Linked DNA regions of Mus musculus: region 1 is linked to region 2. The links are chromatin contacts, called in public Micro-C maps. All regions are on one chromosome and are shown on one strand. Each heading gives the region's core, a stretch centred on a gene start, on an enhancer-like site or on the middle of the called end of the contact. The rest is flanking DNA. Distances are from core to core; before and after follow the strand shown. Region 1 overlaps Mgll (monoglyceride lipase). Region 2 overlaps Kbtbd12 (kelch repeat and BTB (POZ) domain containing 12).

What was found. A called contact is a pair of places that touch in the nucleus more often than the background predicts.
Region 1: a contact with region 2 is called in a Micro-C map of the G1E-ER4 cell line, with 2.3 times the contacts expected there. The contact joins two enhancer-like sites. A contact is called at or near these places in 1 of 15 datasets of contacts at CTCF or cohesin (large pre-B cells), 2 of 484 Hi-C or Micro-C datasets (the G1E-ER4 cell line and bone marrow-derived macrophages), 2 of 115 datasets of contacts at active chromatin or transcription factors (embryonic basal ganglia and embryonic stem cells) and 1 of 9 other capture datasets (embryonic stem cells).

What each region holds. Positions count from the first base shown.
Region 1 is chr6:88,779,780-88,787,177 of GRCm38.p6, reverse strand. All of the region lies in intron 3 of Mgll (monoglyceride lipase), which reads right to left. Among named protein-coding and RNA genes, the nearest start is that of Gm26588, 41 kb to the right of the region's middle. Within about 2 kb of position 3,962, at least 58 of the 459 cell types and tissues checked have an H3K27ac peak or open chromatin away from gene starts, as enhancers often do. A contact at or near this core is called in the G1E-ER4 cell line, where this site is marked.
Region 2 is chr6:88,542,238-88,549,148 of GRCm38.p6, reverse strand. Kbtbd12 (kelch repeat and BTB (POZ) domain containing 12) reads left to right here. Exons shown (of 6, transcript NM_001278671.2): 6 at 1,234-4,032. The coding sequence ends at 1,427. Among named protein-coding and RNA genes, the nearest start is that of Sec61a1, 27 kb to the right of the region's middle. Within about 2 kb of position 3,893, at least 22 of the 459 cell types and tissues checked have an H3K27ac peak or open chromatin away from gene starts, as enhancers often do. A contact at or near this core is called in the G1E-ER4 cell line, where this site is marked.

The sequences.
Region 1 (7,398 bases), core at 2,713-5,212, 240 kb before region 2:
GGAACACCAAGTCGCCCCATCGGATACCAGACAGCTGAGTGTCAATAGACAACTGGCCCCTCTGGGGCACAGGGGATGTAACTGTCGTGGGAAACAGGTGCTGAGGACCTGGGTAGAGGACTATCTTTTCATCCTTGAGATGGGCACCAACTCTGTCCCCTAGCTGGGTTCAGGTGCCACCTTGGAGAGTCGGAACATCTGAGGAGCCTTGGCAGAAGATGGGGAGCTGGCACCACACCCCACCAGACTGCCTGTCATGAGCTATTCCTGGAATTCTCCTGTCACGTGGCGCAGGAACCTAGGGCCACTTGCTTGAGAGCTGTGTCCAAGCCACGGTTCTCAGAGGCAAGTCCTGCAGCGCCTCAGAGCAGCTTCCATTAGCCCTAAGCAAGGAGAAGCAGGGTGGAGATGGGAATCTGGCTTTGCCACACTATGGCTGTGTCTCCTTGGACACGTTTTTCTAATGTCTCTGAGCATGCTTCCCGAACAGGGATACTGCAGGAATGAACACTGGCTGATTTGTGGGCAATGTTACTTGTACCACATGATGGAATTTCCAGTCAGGGGACAGTTGCTTAAACACAGGCCTTCTCTGACCCCACTTTACCCTCCCAGGGATTTGGTTCACAAGTCTGACCTTTACCATATACAGAGAGCACATACCCCACCCTCCCACCCCTGTCAGCTCCAATAACTGTCATTAAACAGCTGGGTGCCTGGAAGGTCAGCCACCAGCAGGCCTTGGTCTCTGTTCCCAGCACGGTGGTGTGGCTAGAGCGGGAGGTGGCTCTGAGGCTGACTGACACCGAGACAGCATCTGGGTGTGGGAGGCACCCTGGAGGCTGGTGACTGACTGCCAGGCTATGCTGAGTCCACTGGGCAGCTGACTTCTCCCACAGGCTCTGTTTCCTAAGAGCATTCAACGGGGTGCTGGCCTGTGTTGAGGGTGAGGTTCTTGTAGGCACTGGGATGAAGGTCTCTCCAGGCTTCTGCTGTATCATCATCCTTTATGGTGCCAGAGCCCACATGGGAGCTGCAGAGCCCCTGAGGACAACAGCAGCTGCCTCTAAGTTGACTGCCTCAGGCCAGAGCTAGCAAGCTGCGTTCCCACAGGCACGTCTTAGCACGTCTGTGTTCACACTGAGAAGACAGAGAGGCAGCTCATGCCAATCTGTTCTTTCCATGGTTCCTGTATATCCTTCCCGATCACACCTTGGGCAGGGACCCCTGGGGTCAAGCTCTCTGAAGGCCTTGAGTGTATATAGCTCCTCTCCCATGCGTATAGCCTCTCTCTTGGGAGTCCAGTCAGGCACTAAGGGCTCTTGGCACTCCAGGATGTCACTCATGACGCTAGGGTCCTCTTACCACAGTAGGGGCAATAGATGTGGCCCTAAGAATGCAGTTGTACTCAGAGAGCTGATCCTGCCTCAATCTCCATCACCTGCCCCTCCCCCCCCATCAATTTGCAGAGCAGAAAGCAAGAGAACGTTATGAAGGCCTTCTGAGCATGTGTTACCACCGTGCTACAGGCAAGTTGGTGACATGAGCAACAGAGGCCTAGGAAGCACCCTGCCTGCCCAGATGCCAGTCTGTTCCACTTGAGGACCAGCTGGGTACCACCCTGCCCCCTCTTTCCAGCCTTCCACTCATTACGCTTTTCCTGAGTGTTGGCAGAGGCCCAACCATTTATTTTTAGTTGTTGACGGGCTGGTCCCTTCCTGGTCCCGTGCTGCAGTTTGAGCCCTGTGGTGGCAGAAAGACTCAGCTCACCAAACACCCTATCCCTTTATCCAGTATTCAGCAATGCACCCCACACAACTATGTGGGCTCCTCAAGGTGTGTTTAAACAGAGACAGCCCCATCATACTTCTTCAAAGTTCCTTTGAGGAGCTCAGGGCCCTCTAAAGCCACGTCCTGCTAAACCTTCACAGGCAGCGACCGCAAAGCTAGGAGCATAGCGCTCATGGCCAGGGCCCAACCTGTGGCTTCAGTTGTTAAGGACCTGAAGAGCATTCTCGTCCCTGAGGATGAGAAGGGGAGAGGCCTCCTGGTGGATCCACTCTGCAGAGGCAGCTGCACACAGAAGACAGCTCCCCCACACATACAGGAAGTAGGGACAGAGAGCCAGGCCCTTGCCTGGTAACAGGAGCAGTGGGACTTTTTCCCAGCTCTGGCCTCGGAAGCTGCCCCTCTCACCTCCCCAGCCTCCCTCCGCCTCCTCAGTAGTGCAAGAAGATCACATTCTGTCCCACTGCTTGGTGGCTGAGGGCAGACACATGCTCCACCTTCTGTGACTGCCTGTAGGAACACATTCAGGATTTAGACAGAAGCAGGACACAGTCCAGGTCCTTGTTACCTAACGAGGATGCAGGGGACTTAAATTTAGACTGTGCCTGTGCATGGTGGGGAGCCAGCTCTGCGGAACTGCAGTGGCACACGTGCGGACATACTCAGTGGATCTGCTGAGCCAGCTCAACAGCCAGGGGAGAGCGGAGTGCTCCAGGAGTGGGCCCCACAGGGGACAGTGCCTCCAGATATATGTCTTTCCTGTTTTTAATTCTATTTCAAAATAGGGTTTCACTCTGTAGACTAAAGCAGGGTAGCTCTGAGCTCAAGATCCTCTTGTTTTGGCCTCCTGTCTGATGGGGCAGGCACTCCTCTGGAGATCTGAGGGGGTGGCCTGAGTGACTCCATTTTGCCCAAGTGTTAGCTAATTCCATCTTACATTTTGCCCAGCTGCTCCCTAGTCCCTGCTAAGCACACATCCTGCTAAACAGGTCGTTCTCATACATCTGCACTTGAAGGTTCTGGAAGATCCACTGCATAAAATAAATTATTTTAGTCAACTGAACTGAAACTTTTGAAACTCCAGTCCCTGGCCTGCCTCTGGTGTGATGTAGTTGTGGTTTTGGCTTTAGAAACCCTACCCTCCCTTCCCTTCTCCAGAGTTGAGAGTTCTTTCTTGCATGAGCCTGCTCTCGGCCACTGGCAAATAAAGGACTCTCCTCTGTCGGACTTTTAGGTGACACTCTTGGGTCCTGCCTGGACACAACATCTGAAGGCCTGAATGAGATTTTTGCCACTGGGGCATGGGGGACGGGGGGGGGGGGGGGGGGGGGACGACGGGTTGCCCAGCCTCACTCTGAGTCTCTCTGGTTTGGTGAACTATTACAGAAGCGGTGATCCCTGAAACATCCCTGGTCCAGGTAACTCACACCAGGGCCAGAGAATCCCAGAATGAACACTGTTTGCCAACATCAAAACTGACCAAGTCCTCATGGGCCTCTCTGACATCTCTGTCTGGGCTAGTCTCTCGTTTGGAAGTGAACATGGACAGGGACCCTTCCCCAGCGCCTTCCTGTGGGAGTCAAGACACTGGGGAATCCTAGTTGGCAATTTTTGGTTAAATGCTTGTCTTATGTCTGTCTGTCTCTGTGGATGTCTAAGTGAGTGACTGTGCAGTCTAGTTTGTCTAGTCTCTCTGTGCTTTTGCATTTGTCATGGTTTTCTAGAGGAACAGAAATTATAGCATATTCTCTCTCTAGTAAATCCCATATATACATACGTGTACACACACACACACACACACACACACATTTTTTTAGAATGGCGTACAGGCTGTGGTCCCGCAATTCCAACAATGGCTGCTTATGAACAGAAGGCCCAAGAATCCAGTCCACAAGGCTGGATGTCTCAGTTGGTCTTCAATGCATACTGGAATCCTGAAGAAGTAAGCTCTAATGCTGCCGGGGAAGGAAGGGGTGTGCTAGCAAGAGTTAAGAGCAAGCAGGCAAACAGAGAGCAAGCTTCTTTCCTCTGTGTCTGTGGTGGCTCAGGGAGTGGCACTATTTGGAGGTGTGGCCTTATTGGAATAGGTGTGGCCTTGTTGGAGAAAGTGTGTCACTATGGGGTGGGGCTTTGAGACCCCTCCTCCTCGCTGCCTGGGAGACAATCTTCTCCTAGCAGCTTTTGGAACAAGAGGTAGATCTGTCAGCTCCTTCTCCAGCGCCATGTCTGCCTGGGTGTTACCATGTTTCCCGCCGTGATGATAATGGACTGAACTTATGAACCTGTAGGCCAGCCCCAATTAAATGTTTATAAGAGTTGCCTTGGTAATGATGTCTCTTCACAGCAGTAAAACTCTAAGATAGTGTCCTTTATATAGGCTGCCAGCAGAAGGTGTGGCCCAGATTAAAGATGAATCTTTCCACATCAAAGGATCTGGATTAAGGGTGTTGTCTTCCCACCTCTAAGATGTGGGTCTTCTCACTTCAAAGTGATTTAATTGAGAAAAAAGTACCTCATAGGTGTGCCCAGCCATTTGAGTTTTTGTTAATTCAAGATGTAATCCAGTTGACAACCAAGAATAGACATCAAGGGCCCTTTCCCTGATTTCCCTTGGGACCAGAAAACCAGCTTGCTCTCTGAGCTCACTTTGGCTTAAAGGCAACTGGAAGCTGACCCAGGGTCTCCCTTCTCCCTTTGGGAACAGTTCCTCTGCCCTTGTGGTCTCTGCTCTGTGAGCAGTGACAGCCTCTTTTTTGATGTGAGTCTGGTAAAATCCAAGCTCTGTTTCCCTTCTCACTGGGCTCCCCCTTTTCATTGTCCACTCCTCCTGTACCCCACTATATCACCCCAGCCCTCCTCCCCAGCACTGTGTGAGAGAGCCCCTAGGCTGCATGGCTTTGGCAGGAGACTGGAGAGAAAAGCTATGCTGGGTCCTTTCTCCTGGGTCTCTAAGCTAGTTTCCTTTGAGATAGGATGCTCTTTCTGATGCCAACACTGTTTCTTGGCAGCTCCCTTCTTCTCTCCCCAAGAGTAAAGATGAAAAGGTAGCCACACCCTCCCCTTGGATCTCAACCCCTTCCATCCCACTCACAGTCTTGCTAGAGCCCAAACCTAGTCAGCTCCTGACCCATTCTCCCATAGGGCTCCTCCAGCCAGTCGGGAGTGGTTGAGCTCCGTATGCCCCGTACAGTAAGGTCCCAGACAAGGCAGGACTGCCTGTGGTGCAGGGCACAATGGTGACTGTGGGAGGTGCTGTGGCAGGAGCTGCAGGGCGGGCAGCAGTCACTGAACAACCCTCTCCCCCTCCTTTCCTGTTGGGAGATGCCAGCCATCCTGGCAGCCTTGCCAGGTAGTGAGGATGGGGCTCCACCTCAGGGTTGCTGAGGTGTGTGGCCAGTTTTTCTATGTGAGAGAGTCCCTAGGCTGCATGGCTTTGGCAGGAGACTGTAGAGGAAAGCTATGCTGGGTCCTTTCTCCTGGGTCTCTAAGACGGCTTCCTTGGGGATAGGACACTCTTTCTGTTCTTGGGACGTTTTTGCCCTCTGCCTGCTGCTTTGTCTGCCTGTGCTTCTTCGGACTCACCAAGCCTGGAGACTCTTGCTTTTGTTTCCACCACTTTTTCTGAGTTCCTTGGATGTCTGCTTTTTTAAAGTGATTTTCTGTTTAATGGTCTCTGAGTTAGAGGTACTTATTAGTTTAAAAGGGTCAAAGTGAAAAAAAAAATAGTAGATACTTGCCTCACAAAAGAGTCAAGACCTTCCTGCTTCATGGAATCATTATAGTATCCTGCAACGTGGTACCTTTACGAGAGGAGGAAAACTTACTACACTTTTCAGGTGGTCTGCCCCCATGGGCAGACACACATTAATGGTTATGGATATGTAGATCACTGTGTTCAGTCTTAAAGAAAGATAAATGCCTTTTTGGTGTGAATTGTCATGAGAAACGGTCACATGCTGATTTGGCTCACTGAAAAGGTGGCTCTGCAGGTTGTGGCCTGCCCTCTTTGGACCCAAGTATGTTTGACTCAGTTTCCCCAAAAGACGCTGTCCTGCTGGCCCTGATTGTGACAAGGAAAAAGAGAACAACAGAAGAGCCCAAGAAAAATGCACTGTGCACTTGCAAACAGCCAAGAGGCTACTATTGCTTATCTTGGGGTCTAAAGATCCATATGATAGAACCAGCTAACGAGATGCTCACACACAGAAGGGTTAAAGGGGATCCTATGTCTAAATCTCTCAATAATAACTGCAGCATTGCTGGGCGGTGGTGGCGCACGCCTTTAATCCCAGCACTTGGGAGGCAGAGGCAGGGAGATTTCTGAGTTCGAGGCCAGCCTGGTCTACAGAGTGAGTTCCAGGACAGCCAGGGCTACACAGAGAAACCCTGTCTCGAAAAAACAAAAAAAAAACAAAAACAAAAACAAAACTGCAGCATCACAGTCAGCCAAATTCTGTGAATATCAGTTGAATGATTATGATAAGTAGCCACGTGCCACATATGTCAGAAAGCCTGTCTTATGTTTTCTATAAGGTTTATCCAGAAACGTACAAGGCCCAATGCTTTAACAGAAGGTACACAGATACTATAAATGTATTGCATTATCCAAAGTGCCTAACAGATTTTTAAAATTAAGATGATATTGCCCAATAACTTCTAACCCAAACAACTGCCATTGTCATAATTCCAAGTGTGCCTGCTCAAAATGATCACAACTGGGCTTATTAAATGTTAATATTAATTCAGGGAAGGAGATAGGCAAGATCCTTGACCCCTCACCTGAGAATCTGGACACTCCTCCAGCTACTTGCATGCCTTTTGGCCCTAATTGTATAAAGCCTCCAGGTTTCCTGGAGACAGTGCAGTGTGCAGGCTAGAGGGGGTGTGTCCACCTGCACAGCTGTGGAAAACTTGCTGTATGCACTGGGTAAAAGGCCCCCCAAATAGATATTGCCGAACACCCTCCTCACTTAGGGCAAGCGTCTTGGAGCAAATGGCAATTGTTGATGTTATTGTGCCTCATGTATTTATTTTTAATTGTTTAATCAAGGGGGCTTTATATGTAAAGGTTACAGTGGCTGGAAATAATTACGGACGCTTAGCTCTCTGAAGAACCCCGCCCCCTTCCTGGGTTCTCCTTTATAAAAATGTTTTCTCATTCAAGGTTATTAACACTGCTAAATCTCTTACTGAAATGCAAGTCTTCTCTTGTGGTATCAGTGACACCATAAAAAAGTTATTTTAGATATGATAACTTACATAAATAAAGATAGGAGACAAAACCATAAAAGCTTGAAACCAAGGCACAAAAGGTCTGAATATGTGCTACAGGGGTTTATGGGGGAATGAGACTTAAAGATAAAATGCTTAAAATTTGTTCACGTTCATAAGGTTCTAATGATGTATTCGTATAATAAAAACTGACTAGAAAATGCTGAGTCATCGTTGTCTTTGCTAACTTTGTGAAACCGACCCATTTGGAGATGCCCAGCCATAACACAGTAACTGTGACAAGAATCAGCTGTACACCTTTTTATTCTTGTAAGAGCCTCCTTGTGAAAACCGATCACACTGTTCTCTCCTGTAATTATAGTCTTTGGGATAAAATGA
Region 2 (6,911 bases), core at 2,644-5,143:
TCATAAGATAATTGTGTAAAAATTTGTTTATAGTTCATATATTTTACATGAAAACATTTTAGAAAAGCAAAGTTAGGATTTTTATAAAAAGACTAAAAGACGGGTATTTTAAAATATCCTTACATAATTAAAGAATGTGGAAAAATCAACATGAGAATATTAGGAGAATGAATAGATGTATCAGCAGTTAAGAGCACTCACAGCCCTTGCAGAGGACCTGAGTTCAGTTCCAAACACCCTGCAGACAGCTCACACCCACCTGTAACTTCATCTTTGGGAATCTGATGGTCTTATCTATGCGCACACATGTGTCTCACTCACACACATATAGATAAATAAAAGTAAACTGTTTTAAAAAAAATCAACCAAACAAAAAGCCTAGACAGTAAAGATAGACGCCTGACTTTGGAGGGAAGCCTGCCCGTTCCACTTCCACTGCATGACCCTGAGAGCTATGCCCCATCTCTGCCTCTGGGGCATTGTTACATCCCTGCACAGAGCCCTGCCAAGTGTGGCTGCGGCTCTCTTCTTCTACCTGCCTCTGGAAGTCACTGCAACTCTCCACTGCAGGATTGTGGGCCCCTGCCGTCATCCTTAAGGAACAGTGTGGCATCTGTGACAGGTCTAACCCTACCCACATCCTGGCTAAGTGTCGGTATCTGTCCAACTGCATGCCCAGGGAAGGCGATGGCTGTATCAAGGTCACACTACTCAGACTGTGCTTCCGCCCGTGCACACAGAAATCAAGACAACTCCATGGCATCAGAACATCCTTCCACCCTGACAACAGCCGCGTATTCTGTCGGTACTTGATACAATAAATAATTTAAAGGTGTTTCGATTTTCATTTTATGTGTATTATGAGTCTACTTGTATGTACATGGACCACATATGTGTCTGATGTCCCCAGAAGCCAAAGGAGGGTGTCAGATCCTCTGGAACTAGAATTACAGATGGCTGAGCTCTCGAGTGTGGGTATTGGAAACTGAAATTGGGTCCTCTGCGAGAGCTGTTCATAACTGCTGAGCCATCTCTCCAGCCGTACTCTCAGGACACGTGTCTCTCACAGTCCTAAACTACCACCATATTCATTGGTTTGTTGATTAACCCTTGGCTCTCAAAGAGGATGCGGTTGGAGAGAGTGACGACAGCCTCTGAGCTTAACACTGCCATGGTTTTGGTTTTTTGTTTGTTTGTTTTTTGTTTTTGTCTTCTTACTTTGCTGTCTTTCAGATCGACATGAGGTTATCTCCAAAGAGATTCTGGAGCTGGACCCTTGGGAGAACCAGTGGAACGTTGTGGCCATCAATGTCCTCATGCACGACAGCTATGACGTCTGTCTGGTAGCTAGGATGAACCCCCGAGACCTCATCCCACCACCCTCTGATCTGATCGAGGAAGATGGTGACCACAGAGGGCAAAGATGAGGAACTCGAAGCTGGAGGAGCTACAGCTAAAGGAGCCATGGCCTGGCAGCGATGCTTGGGCTGCTCAGAATGCAAAGCAGGGCATAGGCATAGTGTGTGGTGCTGACATTCTTATCGCATGCATAGCAGACCCTGTGCAAAGTGGCACTGAGCGGTGGTGGGGCGGGGTCGGGGGGAGGGGTGGTTCAGGGTCTTCCCTCAGGGGCATCCCAGCATGGTAAAATAGATGTGGCAGAGCAGGGCAGACAGTGAGGATTCATGGGGGTAGGACAGAGTGCAGAGGAGGGCAGCACCCTGCTCTGCTGGGACTCAAGAGTACTGCCAAGCAGGCCCATGGGTGCTTTTTTTGATGATGAGGTTGGGAGAAAGGACAGTCAAAGGTTGTAAAGTAGGAAAGCTGGTGTGTGTCTGTGTGTGTGTCTAGTCCAGCCTGCCACAGAGCTTACACACAGGATTTGCTGCTGAGAGAAAGGTAACAACTAGGTGTCCAATGCCTGAAAGAGGAAGGAGCATAGGCCTGGGCCTGGGTAGAGGAGCCATCGCTCTCAGAGCTTTGCCCCAGCTCAGTCTGTCTGTTAGAATAGCCTGAAGGGCATACATATAGCAGCAGAGCTCACTGCGGCCCTGCTTGTGACCAAACGCTCACGCCTAGAACCCTATTGCCATGGGCCACAGTGAGCAGAGTATTCCTGGACACAGAGGGGCCCCCTTGGGCTTAATACTGAGTGCGTAGACTGAGCTTGCTCTCAGCTGTACAGACCTTCCTTGGATGGAGCTGAATGCAGCATGTCTAAACACGGGAACCCACAGTAGGCTGTGAATGAGGAGGGAAGAGGCATATTGGCTACCTGATGCCTCCTTCAGACCCCTGCCCTGGCTGGGAAAGGGAGGGGGAGCTTCTCCCAGCCCAGGCATGGTACAGTGAGCTCTCCCCAGAGAGCTCTGCAATTAGGGGTATCTGCAATTTTGTGTGGAAATCTATCCATTTTGCTTCCACTCATATTTCTGGATGCACAGCTGATCCATTACGTGACTGTTCTCTAACATCACAAAAGCTTCCATGTAAGCAGTGTGGACACTCTGGGATCTTCCCAGAGGCCAGCAGACCCTGCACAGACACAGCTCTTTATCAATGTGCACTCTCCAAGTTCCAACCTCTCCTTCACAGGAGAGGAGGACTCGATCAAACCAGAGCCACTGACACCAAGGTGTTCTGCCCCCTGTCCCTGCACAGATGTACCCCCAGAATGCTACACTCTTAGAGGCACGGGCCACGTCTGTCTCTCTAAGGTTACCCCCTGAGTCCTATCATAGTAGCTGACACATGGATGGAGTTTCGGGTGACCAGAATAAGTAACATTTCTAAGCCAGGATCTTGTCTGGGACTTTGAGTTTCAAGTATCCTCCTTGTGCCCACCAGCGCAGAGTGGTTATCTGAGGGTTTCTTTTCTCAGAGCAAATCAGAGCTGCTCCAGACAGGTTAGGCAGAAGCTCTATAGGGAGGGTCGCTGCTCCCCTGAGTCCCCACCAGAATCTCTTCCTGTTCACCCACCTGGGCATCTTAGAAGCTACTTGTCACCTGGTTCACGGGCTGCAGTGTATCTTCTGTACCTTCCTCATATGCAGAATGGGAAGGGAAACCCCACACTCTTTACAGAGTTGGTGTGTGGATTGAGTGTGAAAACACTGGATGGAATACGGTGTTAAACACAAATTCCATGAAGAGGTCTTAACTGCCGGCTGGGTTACTGTCACCATGATCAGCCTTTCCTGGGACAAAGTGCAGAACAGAACCCTGGACCTTAGGGAATCTCAAATCTCAGGGAGAGATGTGGTTTAAGGTGGTTCTAATTTCCCCTGTGCTTGGCTCCTTCGGGGGTGAATCTCTTGGGTCTGTAGGCCCTTGAGACCGTAAGCAGATGCTTCGGCGGCATCACCAGGTAACGAGAGCCTTCCTGGGCTAGGACACCATTGCTGCCTGTGCTAAGGAGTATCAGAAGGGAACTTTCCAGGGAATGCTGAGGGAGGGAGGACAAAGGAGAGCGACTGGTCTCCCTGGAGCGGACACAGAACTGCCTCAGCACCAGAGGGGAGGCAGGAACTGGGAGTAGTCCCAGGCTTATTCCCGACAGGTACATCCAAGGTCTCAGACGCCTGCCGTGAAGTCCCTTCTGCATCCAGAACCCAGAGTCCAGGCTCACTGGCTCTGGGGCTCACTTTCAGTGCTGGGGCTTCTCGGCTGCCTTTTCCTATTTGTGATTCAAACCGACCTACGCTGCCCTCCCGGAGAACCATTGTTAGAGATTCCATTTGGACAGACCTTCCTGCCACCCGTCACTGGCATTGAAGGTGTTCTGACACTCGGGAAGGCCTCTTAGAAATGTCTACTATTGGGGCTTCTTATCTTTGTGACTCAGGGTTGCTGGACGCCTAGCGAAAAAACACAATGGGGAAGTAATTTGGATGCTGGGCTGATAAAGGACTGCAGCTGTCAGCCATCCTGACTCAGTTTGTGCTCAGCAAGAGGCGGCATTGTTCTCAGGCTGACTTTATAATGAGGAGATGCTCTGAGTGCAGACTTATAAAATACATTTTTGCTAATGAACAATTGCCTGCATTTTGGTTTTCATATTGTGAGTGAGTGTAAGTAACGGTTGAACGAGAATCCCGGTGCCTGGAAAATGTGGTGTTCCCAGAACAGGAAATGTCATATCAGTGAACATCCAGGACAGAGGCAGGCAGGCAGGCAGGCAGGCAGGCAGGAGGGGAGAATGGGCAAAGGGCAGCAGGTGGCCCGCTTCCAGGCCAGTGCAAGATCTGGCTGGCCCTTCTCTTCATGACTCCTCATTTTACACAAAGCAGATTTGCAAACACAGTGCCTCCCCACCACCCACCCACCCACCCACACACATACATACACACACACACATACACCTTTGAGACAGTCTTGCTCTATCCCAATCTGGCTTCAATTTTGCAATCCTCCTGCCTCTGCCTCCTGATTACAGGCATGCACCACCTCTCCCAGCTATAAAGTTTCGTTCATGAGGAGCAAATGCCGAATGCAACTCAGTGGCCAAGATCCCACATTTTCTGTGTTACTATACAACCTCAGCAGAACAAATTATAATGAGTTCAGACACCTAAGATATCACAGACTTATCCTTGCACAGTTCTGGAACTTAAGAGCCTCTGTGAATCTCAGTGAGCTAACATCTGTGTGGCGTGGCTGTGACCCTTCTGGAGCCGCTTGCCTGTCCCTGCCTCCAGAATGTGCTGACCCATCTTGTTCTGAGGCCCCTCCCTCTGGCTCCATCTCCAGAATCATGGCCAAACTCACATCTTCTGTTTCTTTCTTCTGCTTTTCAGGACTCTATGATTAAATTGGCCCACCTGAATGATGCAGAGAACTTCTTGTTTAAAGGTTGTCTTAGTCGGGGTTTCTATTCCTGCACAAACATCATGACCAAGAAGCAAGTTGGGGAGGAAAGGGTTTATTCAGCTTACAATTCCATACTGCTGTTTATCACCAAGGAAGTCAGGACTGGAACTCAAACAGGTCAGGAAGCAGGAGCTGATGCAGAGGCCATGGAGGGATGTTCTTTACTGGCTTGCTTCCCCTGGCTTGCTCAGCCTGCTCTCTTATAGAACCAAGACTACCAGCCCAGAGATGGTCCCACCCACAAGGTGCCTTTCCCCCTTGATCACTAATTGAGAAAATGACTTACAGTTGGATCTCATGGAGACATTTCCTCAACTGAAGCTCCTTTTTCTGTGATAACTCCAGCTGTGTCAAGTTGACACAAAACTAGCCAGTACAATTGACCCCTTGTCAACTTGATACACAAACACATCACTAGTAAGCCTCAACCCTTAATTTCTTATTCATCTCCAAGATCTAAACATCTTTAAAAGTCCCACAGTCTTTACATATTAAAAGTCAATCCCTTTAAAATGTCCAATATCTTTTAAAATCCAAAGTCTTTTTACAATTAAAAGTCTCTTAACTGTGGGATCCACTAAAATATTTTCTTCCTTCAAGAGGGAAAAATATCAGGGCACAGTCACAATCAAAAGCAAAAATTAAACTCCAACTGTCCAATGTTTGGGACCCAACTCACGATCTTCTGGGCTCCTCCAAGGGCTTGGGTCACTACTCCAGCCATGCCCTTTGTAGCACACGTGTCGTCCTCTAGGCTCCAGATGCCTGTACTCCACTGCTACTGCTGCTCTTGGTGGTCATCTCATGGTACTGGCATCTCCAAAACACTGCATGACCCCTTCAGTCCTGGGCCTTCAATTGCAACTGAGGCTGCACCTTCACCAATGACCTTCCATGGCTTCTCACAGTGCTGAGCCTCAGCTGCTCTGTGTGACCCCTTCAAAACCAGTACCACCTGGGTGACCTTTATACATTACCAAGTCCCACTGCAGCAGGAGTACAACCTTGGCTATCTCTGGAACACAGCCTCTTTGTGCTTTCAGAAAACACTTCCCAGAAGATGTCACCTCAACGATGCTGGTCTCTTCTTAATCACCACTAATTTCTTAGCTCCAGCTAACCAGCATCAATAGTCCCAAGTACTGCAAAGTTTTTGCTTTAGTAGTTCTGGTATCTTGTTAATCACAGCTGATTCTTCAGCCCCAGCTAACCAGAACTACAGAATCTTCACAATCAAAACAGCAATGGCCCTGAAAAGAGTCTTTAATTTTCCCTCTGAAATTTCACAAGCCAGACCTCCATCTTCTGCACTGTTCTCAACATTATCTTCCAAGCTCCTACACAACATCTGACAGAGCTCTTAACAATGATTGGATCTTCAAGCCCAAAGTTCCAAAGTCCTTCCACAGTCCTCCCCAAAACATGGTCAGGTTGTCACAGGAATACCCCACTATGCTGGTACCAATTTGTCTTAGTCGGGGTTTCTATTCCTGCATAAACATCATGACTAAGAAGCAAGTTGGGGAGGAAAGGGTTTATTCAGCTTACAATTCCATACTGCTGTTTATCACCAAGGAAGTCAGGACTGGAACTCAAACAGGTCAGGAAGCAGGAGCTGATACAGAGGCCATGGAGAGATGTTCTTTACTGGCTTGCTTCCCCTGGCTTGCTCAGCCTGCTCTCTTATAGAACCAAGACTACCAGCCCAGAGATGGTCCCACCTACAAGGTGCCTTTCCCTCTTGATTACTAATTGAGAAAATGTCTTACAGTTGGATCTCATGGAGGCATTTCCCCAACTGAAGCTCCTTTTTCTGTGATAACTCCAGCTGTGTCAAGTTGACACAAAACTAGCCAGTACAAAGGTCAACTGATTAGCAACCTACTGGCCAGTGGCGACCTCAGTTCCTCTTTACAATGTAACAAAATATATATATGTTCTGGCACAGATATGATGTGTTAAGGGAACAATTTCTCTACCTATCATACTCCAAATCCTTTATGTTGCCCATACAACAATCCATACAAATATGTAAATATCTG